2 separate regions of the Triticum aestivum genome follow, and region 1 is linked to region 2. Evidence: chromatin contacts called from public Hi-C data. All regions are on one chromosome and are shown on one strand. Each heading gives the region's core, a stretch centred on a gene start, on an enhancer-like site or on the middle of the called end of the contact. The rest is flanking DNA. Distances are from core to core; before and after follow the strand shown. Region 1 holds the start of LOC123085095 (probable inactive poly [ADP-ribose] polymerase SRO2). Region 2 holds the start of LOC123085093 (protein DETOXIFICATION 48).

The links. A called contact is a pair of places that touch in the nucleus more often than the background predicts.
Region 1: a Hi-C map of leaf shows a contact between it and region 2, with 5 times the contacts expected there. The contact joins the promoter of LOC123085095 here to the promoter of LOC123085093 in region 2. A contact is called at or near these places in 2 of 5 Hi-C or Micro-C datasets (both in leaf).

Annotation. Positions count from the first base shown.
Region 1 is chr4A:55,542,191-55,545,377 of IWGSC CS RefSeq v2.1, forward strand. LOC123085095 (probable inactive poly [ADP-ribose] polymerase SRO2) reads left to right here and starts at 1,269. Exons shown (of 4, transcript XM_044506678.1): 1 at 1,269-2,350; 2 at 2,946-3,187. The coding sequence starts at 1,518.
Region 2 is chr4A:55,351,077-55,354,389 of IWGSC CS RefSeq v2.1, forward strand. LOC123085093 (protein DETOXIFICATION 48) reads right to left here and starts at 1,687. Exons shown (of 2, transcript XM_044506675.1): 1 at 1,202-1,687; 2 at 1-881. The coding sequence starts at 1,351.

The DNA of each region.
Region 1 (3,187 bases), core at 19-2,518, 190 kb after region 2:
ATGGCCTGCAGAAAAATGTTGCGTGCAAGGTGAGCCAGACATTTCGAGAAGTGGTCAGGCCCAGCGAGAGAGCCCGGCCGGGATCCCTGCGGGGAGAGGGGAAAAGGAACCCGAGCACCGGCGGCAGGTTGGTCAGGTCAGGTCACGTGCGTGCATGCGCTTCGCAAGGGCAGCACGCTACTGACGTTGCCGGCTGGGACTAACTTGACCGCCACGCAGCACCCGTTGCCAATTCGAAGTCCACCATCCCAACCAACACACACCATACACGAGCCGAGATACTACGAACGAGACAGCCCACGAGTTACAGGCCGAAGAAAAAGGTGTGCCGTGACGATCGAGCCGGTCAACGCCACAGCGCGGAAGGTCAGCGTTGGGCCGGGCCGGGCTGACGGGTGGGGCCCAAAGGGAAGCCCCTCGGGCTACTTGCTTGTCAAGAAGAAGAGGAAGAGCGTGAGCGTGGTGGAGGGAGGGAGCGTCTTAAGCGCCAAGAAAGAGGGAAAAACCGATTAGGAATACAGTACAGTGTGAGCAGCTGTCGGAGTGAAAGCGACGCGCCGTCCGTTTCGTGCGTGCTGATGAACCTGCCGCGCAAGGAACTGAGGGGTGGGGCGAAGGGCAAATTCGGCACAACTGCCTTCCGCTTTCGTACATGGGCGGAAAACAACTGTGGTGAAACGGAGGAATTGAACATCTCCATCACGAGCCTCCAGCGCCTACGGAGAAACTAAAAACTGGGAACGCGACAGATATCTTTGATTTTTTGACATGATTTTTTTTAATCTCTGGAGACACCACATTATATGAGGGTCGGTGCCTCGTTTTGACAGTAGTAGTGATTGTTAGATGGTTCCAGAATCTCGATGTAATTTTTATTATTTTTGAGGTGCTTTGTAAGTTCGATCAACTTTGATAATAGATCTAGATTTTCAAAACAAAAGTGAAAAGGGTGACTTCGTAATTTATTATACTTGTGAGAAAAAAGATTGCACTTCCTTTGCATATCTGCCCAATTCGATGCTTACTGTAGTACAGTAGTACTATACTTCCCAACCAAGTTTCGTCAAAAAACAAAAACTTCCAATTCAAGCAAGTAGTAGTTGAAAAAGGGAAACGAGGCAAGTGTGGATTAGGAGAACGGTTATGGGCCAAACTAGACCCGTCTAGACTTCTCCACCAAGTCACCTCGGGGCAGGGGCAAAACCGCCATCCGAAGAAAAGATTTTTTTTTCCTGAAAGAAGAAACCGCGCGATCGGGCGAGCCGTCTCAAAACTAAACTAAAAGGCGGCACCACGCGCCCATCCCCCTCCCTCCTCTTCCTTCCGCGGCAGAATACAAAAACCGACGTCCCCGCCGACGTGCGCCTCACGAGACCGACCCGCCCGCCGTCCCACTCCCCCGCTTCTTATATATTCCAGCCCCGCCTCCGGCCCCAACTCCACTTAGACCGCCTCCGCGCACGCATCATCGACGGTGAAGCGTAGGTAGCGTCTCCACAGATCGGGATCAGGCGGCGATGGACTTCTCCGGCGATGTCAAGCAGGCGATCCCCCGCCCGGCCGTCGCTTTCGGCGGCGTCGGCAGCGCTGGCCCGTCCCCGCTGCTCCGCGGCTGGCGGGAGTTCAGGCGGAGCGGCGCGCCCGTCAGGTTCCTCTGCTTCGAGGACGGCGCGTGGGCTGATGTCGAGGGCGAGGCCGCTGTGCCTCTGCGCCGGGCGTTCCTGGACGGGAGGGTGGTCGCTGAGGCTGCCTATGGCGGCAGGGAGTTCCTGTTCGACTTCTTGCGGATGGTGCGCATCGACACTGGCACCGCCCAGGAGGTCGCCATGGGCTGGATTGACGACCGCGGGGCCTGCTTCTTCCCTGTGCCGGACAGCGGGCGGAAGAGGAAGAGGGGCGAGCCTGAGCTGGAGGACGGGGCGTCGTCCGGGGTGGAGGAGGGGTCCGACGAGAGCAGCGACACGGTGGAGTCCGGCAGGGTCGGCAAGGCGGCCCGCGGGACTTGGGGCAGGGCGGTGAGGCTGGTGGAGACGGACAAGTTCTACCAGGTTGTCAAGAAGCTCTTCCTCAGCGGGATTGCCCCCCGGGTGGGCGGCGGCGTGGCGATCACGGCGGTGCACAAGGTCGCGCAGGGTCCTCGGTGCAGGGCGTTCCAGCAGCAGGGACAGCTCCTGGCCGCTGCGCGCGGCGCCGACGGGGGCAATGCCAAGTTCGCGTGGTACGGCGCGCCGTCGGCGGACGTGGCCGCGGCGGTGGAGCACGGGTTCGGCAGGACGAACAGCCAGGTCCTCGGCCATCGCGCGCACGGCGACGGCGTCCACCTCTCGCCGCCTCAGTCTCCTTTCGCCAGGTCAGTTCGGAGTCCTGAATTTGTGGTTTTGAATCTTGAATTCTTGATCGATGGCAAGCATGAACATAGGCACATAGCTTAAGCATAATTTATCAGACACAGTTACCAATTCGGGATTTGTTGCAAATTGCATTCATATTTCCGCATCTCTCGAGAAATTTTTGTGTTCATACCTACACTTCTACGTAGTTTTTTAATTGAGAATTGACTTCTAGTTTTAAATCATGAAATAACTTGTACTAAATCATGAAATAACTTGTACTACAAAATATTCCTTTGTTCTATTTGCTCTCCTAGGCTGCTCGTTTATATCCGTAGACATCACCACATCAATTGATTCCATGTTATTTTAGCCTTTGGTTTCTATATATCTTGATTCATACTCCTTGCTCAAAAATTAGGGGGGAAACAAGCTTGCATAAACGACAGTATTAGTTTATCTATGAATGCAGTAGGTAATGGTTTGTGGAAGGGAGGAATATGAGCAAAATTAAATCATGTTTCCTGCTAGCTAGAGTCCGGATGATGAAATATGTTCTGAATGTTCTGTACTGTACATAAATAAACTAACGAGTATGAAATCATTTTTGTGCAGCGCAATGCTAGCAAATGCAGATGAGAACGGCGAGGCGCACATCGTGCTGTGCCGTGTTCTGATGGGCCGGCCAGAGGCCATCCCAGCCGGGTCCTCCCAGCTCCACCCCAGCAGTGACAATTACGACAGCGCCGTCGACAACATGCAGAATCCCCAGTGGTACCTTGTTTGGAGCAAGGACATGAACACGAGGATCCTCCCAGAGTACGTCGTCAGCTTCAAGTGCCCCAGCCTCCGTCAGA
Region 2 (3,313 bases), core at 437-2,936:
CTGACGCGCGTGGACGCGCCCTGGCCGAGCGAAGACGGGAACACGTAGACGAGCGACGTGGCCTGGATGAGGATTCCCATGGAGGCCACGGTGGCGCGCGGGTTGGGCAGAAGCCCAGACAGCACGATCATGAGCTCGTACCACCACCACTCGAGGCAGACCGCCGTGGCAGTGGGAACGGCGAGACGGAGCATCGCCCCCCAGCCGCGGAGGCAGTCGGAGGTCGGACCCACCCACGAGTCCCTGTGGGCCCCCGAGATGGCGAGGAAGCACAGGAGCGCCAGGAGCAGGTTGAGGTCGGTGAGCGCGACGGCGAGCGCGACGCCGGCGACGCCCATGCGTAGGCGCACCACGAGGAGGTAGTTGATTGGCCCGTGGAGCAGCACAGAGAAGAGAGAGCACGCGGTGATCGGCAGCGTGAGGTTCTGCGACCGGAGGTACACCCGCAGCGGGTGCAGGACGGCCAGCACCGCCAGGTCGGCGGACGCATACGCCGCGAACGTCTGCGCGGCGCTGGCCACGCCCTCGTCCTGGCCGAGCAGCTTGAGTATGTGGCCCGTGGAGGTGATCCACAGGAGGGAGATGGGCAGCGCCACCGCGAGGAGCAGCAGCACGGTTCGGTGGAGCGCGAGCGCCAGAAGCTTGCCACGGCGCGCGCCGAAGGCCTGGCCGCAGAGGGGCTCCATGCCGAGCGCCAGCCCGGAGAGCACGGAGTAGCCCGTGATGTTAGCGAAGCCCAGCGCGAGCGAGCCGCCGGCGAGCGCCAGCTCCCCCAGCTGGCCGAGGAAGAGCATGGAGATGAAGCTGCGCGAGTACATGACGAGCCCCGTCACCGCCATGGGCACCGACAGCCGCCCGATCGCCCGCGCCTCGCCGGCCACCTGGTGCCATCCGTACACACGAGCACACGTAAGTCGATCAGCTCAGAAAAGCAAACTAGCTCGAGGAGCTTTCCTTTTCCTCCCGGCCGGTTGCTGTTACCGGCCAGGCAGTAAATAAACATTAAGCAGCTAGCTAGGCAGCGACCTTTCACGTACTGTAGCTAGCTAGCAGCTGAATGTCTACCCTGCTTGTACGTGTGCATGCCATGCCAGTATGAAATTTACCGGCCGGGGCACATGCAGATGCAGGTGGAGGAAGCTGGAGATTATAGAATGTGCGCATCTACACGTAGAGCACGCACGCGCGCGCGCGCGTATACCTTGGAGAGCGCCAGTGCGCGGGCGCGGTGGTGGCTGTCGTCGTCGTCCTCCTCGTGGTGGTCACCCACGGGGTGGAGCAGGTGGGAGGAATTCTTGAAGCAAGTGAGGGGCGGCGGCGAGGGGGGCGGGCTGGCGCCGGTGTTGCACATGATGGCTCAAGGCCGGCTGGAAAGTGCTTCTTCCCGGCCGGCGGTGCGCCGCGCGCGCGTCTGGCTGGCGCGATCTTTCCACTGTTGGAGGAGATGTTAGCCGCTGGCTGCTGTCCAGCGCTGATTGGTGGGCGGTACAAGCTACAAGTACATTTGACTCGTTAGCTTACCACCCAGCTTTCTCTGCTTCTCTCTCTCTCCCCCCGTGGGATTGGTGCTTGCTGGTCCGGCCTTTTGGTCTCCTGGGCAGAGGTGAGGCTGGCTGGTGAGTGGCGAGTGATGAGGAGGAGGCGCTCTCTTTGCTGCCTGCTTCGGGTCGCAATGTGGGAGGGGGGGCTGGGCTGGCCCGTATATATACACGCGCGCGCGCGCGGTGGCGGGGGAAGGCGCGCACGTACGTGTCCCAATTCGCGCGCGGGGCCGGGCCGGGCCGGACCGATTTCCATCATGGAACGAACGAATGAATGAACACGAATGGAATATGTATTATTATTTTCTTCCGGGCCGGAGGAATGGAGTGAAGTTGGCTCGGCATATATGCGCCTGTCTCGGAATTCCCCTATCCCTTCGCCCGCCGAATGGCATAATCTCGCACGCCTCATCTGTCGGAAAATCGGACCCAACAACCTCGCCTCCCTCCCCGCCCCGCCCCGCCCCTGACAGCGAAGTCGTCGACGCAGATTACTTACCCCGTTGCTTTTGCCCTCCCCCGGTAATTATCTACTACTGTGTCACGCAAGCGGCCCGGTGACGGGTGAATAATCGGTGGCTCGCTGCCGAACTGTAGTATACGTAGAGTAGGGTTTGGGATGGGTCGATCCCAGGCGTCTCCGCTTGACCTACACGGTTAGCTTGCGCCGCGCGGTTATTCTCGACGGGTTACTTCTTTTCCGTACCCACTTCAACTTTTTCACTTTCGCTAGCTACCCATGACGTCGTATGTATATACAGAGCCATCAGCCATGCATGCTGCCGAATTTTGGATCGCGTCCATGAGCTAGCTAGCTAGCTAGGCACCATTTTCACCCACGAAGTCTGAACCAACCAAGTTTACTGCATCGAGTTCTTCACCGCACCAGAATGTGAGTTGTGAGAATGACACCATTAGCTGAGGGGGCTAGCTAGGGCGATAAGAACCGATCAATCGGGTCGCTGTGCATGCGCGCCTGTCCGTGCGCGCTTAATGGCGCTACACGTTGAGGCCAGCCAGAAGCAGAAGCGCAGAGGCTCTCTCATGCCAATGCCATGCATATATCTGCCCTGCACTTGCCCTGTCTGCCTGTCTCTCTGCATTGTTCACCGCTACTTGCGCACAGCGATCGACCGATCGATCGGCCACTGGCGCTGGTGGCATGCCGGTGGTCCCTGCGAGTGAACGAAATGAAAAAGAATAATTGTTCCCTTTTCAGAGTGGCAGCTAGCATTTGATCCTCGCTCCTGGCCTGGGGCATGCAGATGCAGTGCAGGATTTTGCAATCTAGCGAGACGATTCGTCGGAATTAAGCCGGTCGGTGTCTGTGCGGCGAAGCCCATGCATGTGGCCCGGTTATTCGCCGCTCTCTTCCTCTGTACCCACTTTGGCTCCTCCGCCGTCCTCCGTTGGTTACTGATAAAATCGCTGCCATTTGAGTCTGAACATGGCAATAGTACGAAGCAGTGACCTTTCATTCTAGTACATTCCTACCAAAAGCTGTATGGCCTGTGTCTTGCAATACGTTCCTTTCATTCCACCGCAGCCCAGCCCCAGAGCATCCTCGACGCTCTGTGCGTGGACTCTGCATTCGCTTCCTTCGCTGCTGCACGATGATGGCAATGCTACTGAATTTGTGCCTTCCGCAACTTGACGCACCATCCCTGTCAGCCAGGTGGCCTCCATTGCGGACGATCAAGAAGCATCCTCTAATTGACGCTCCATTTTGATGGCTAGCGTGTAACGTTCGTTCCAGTGCCTGTCTACACTTT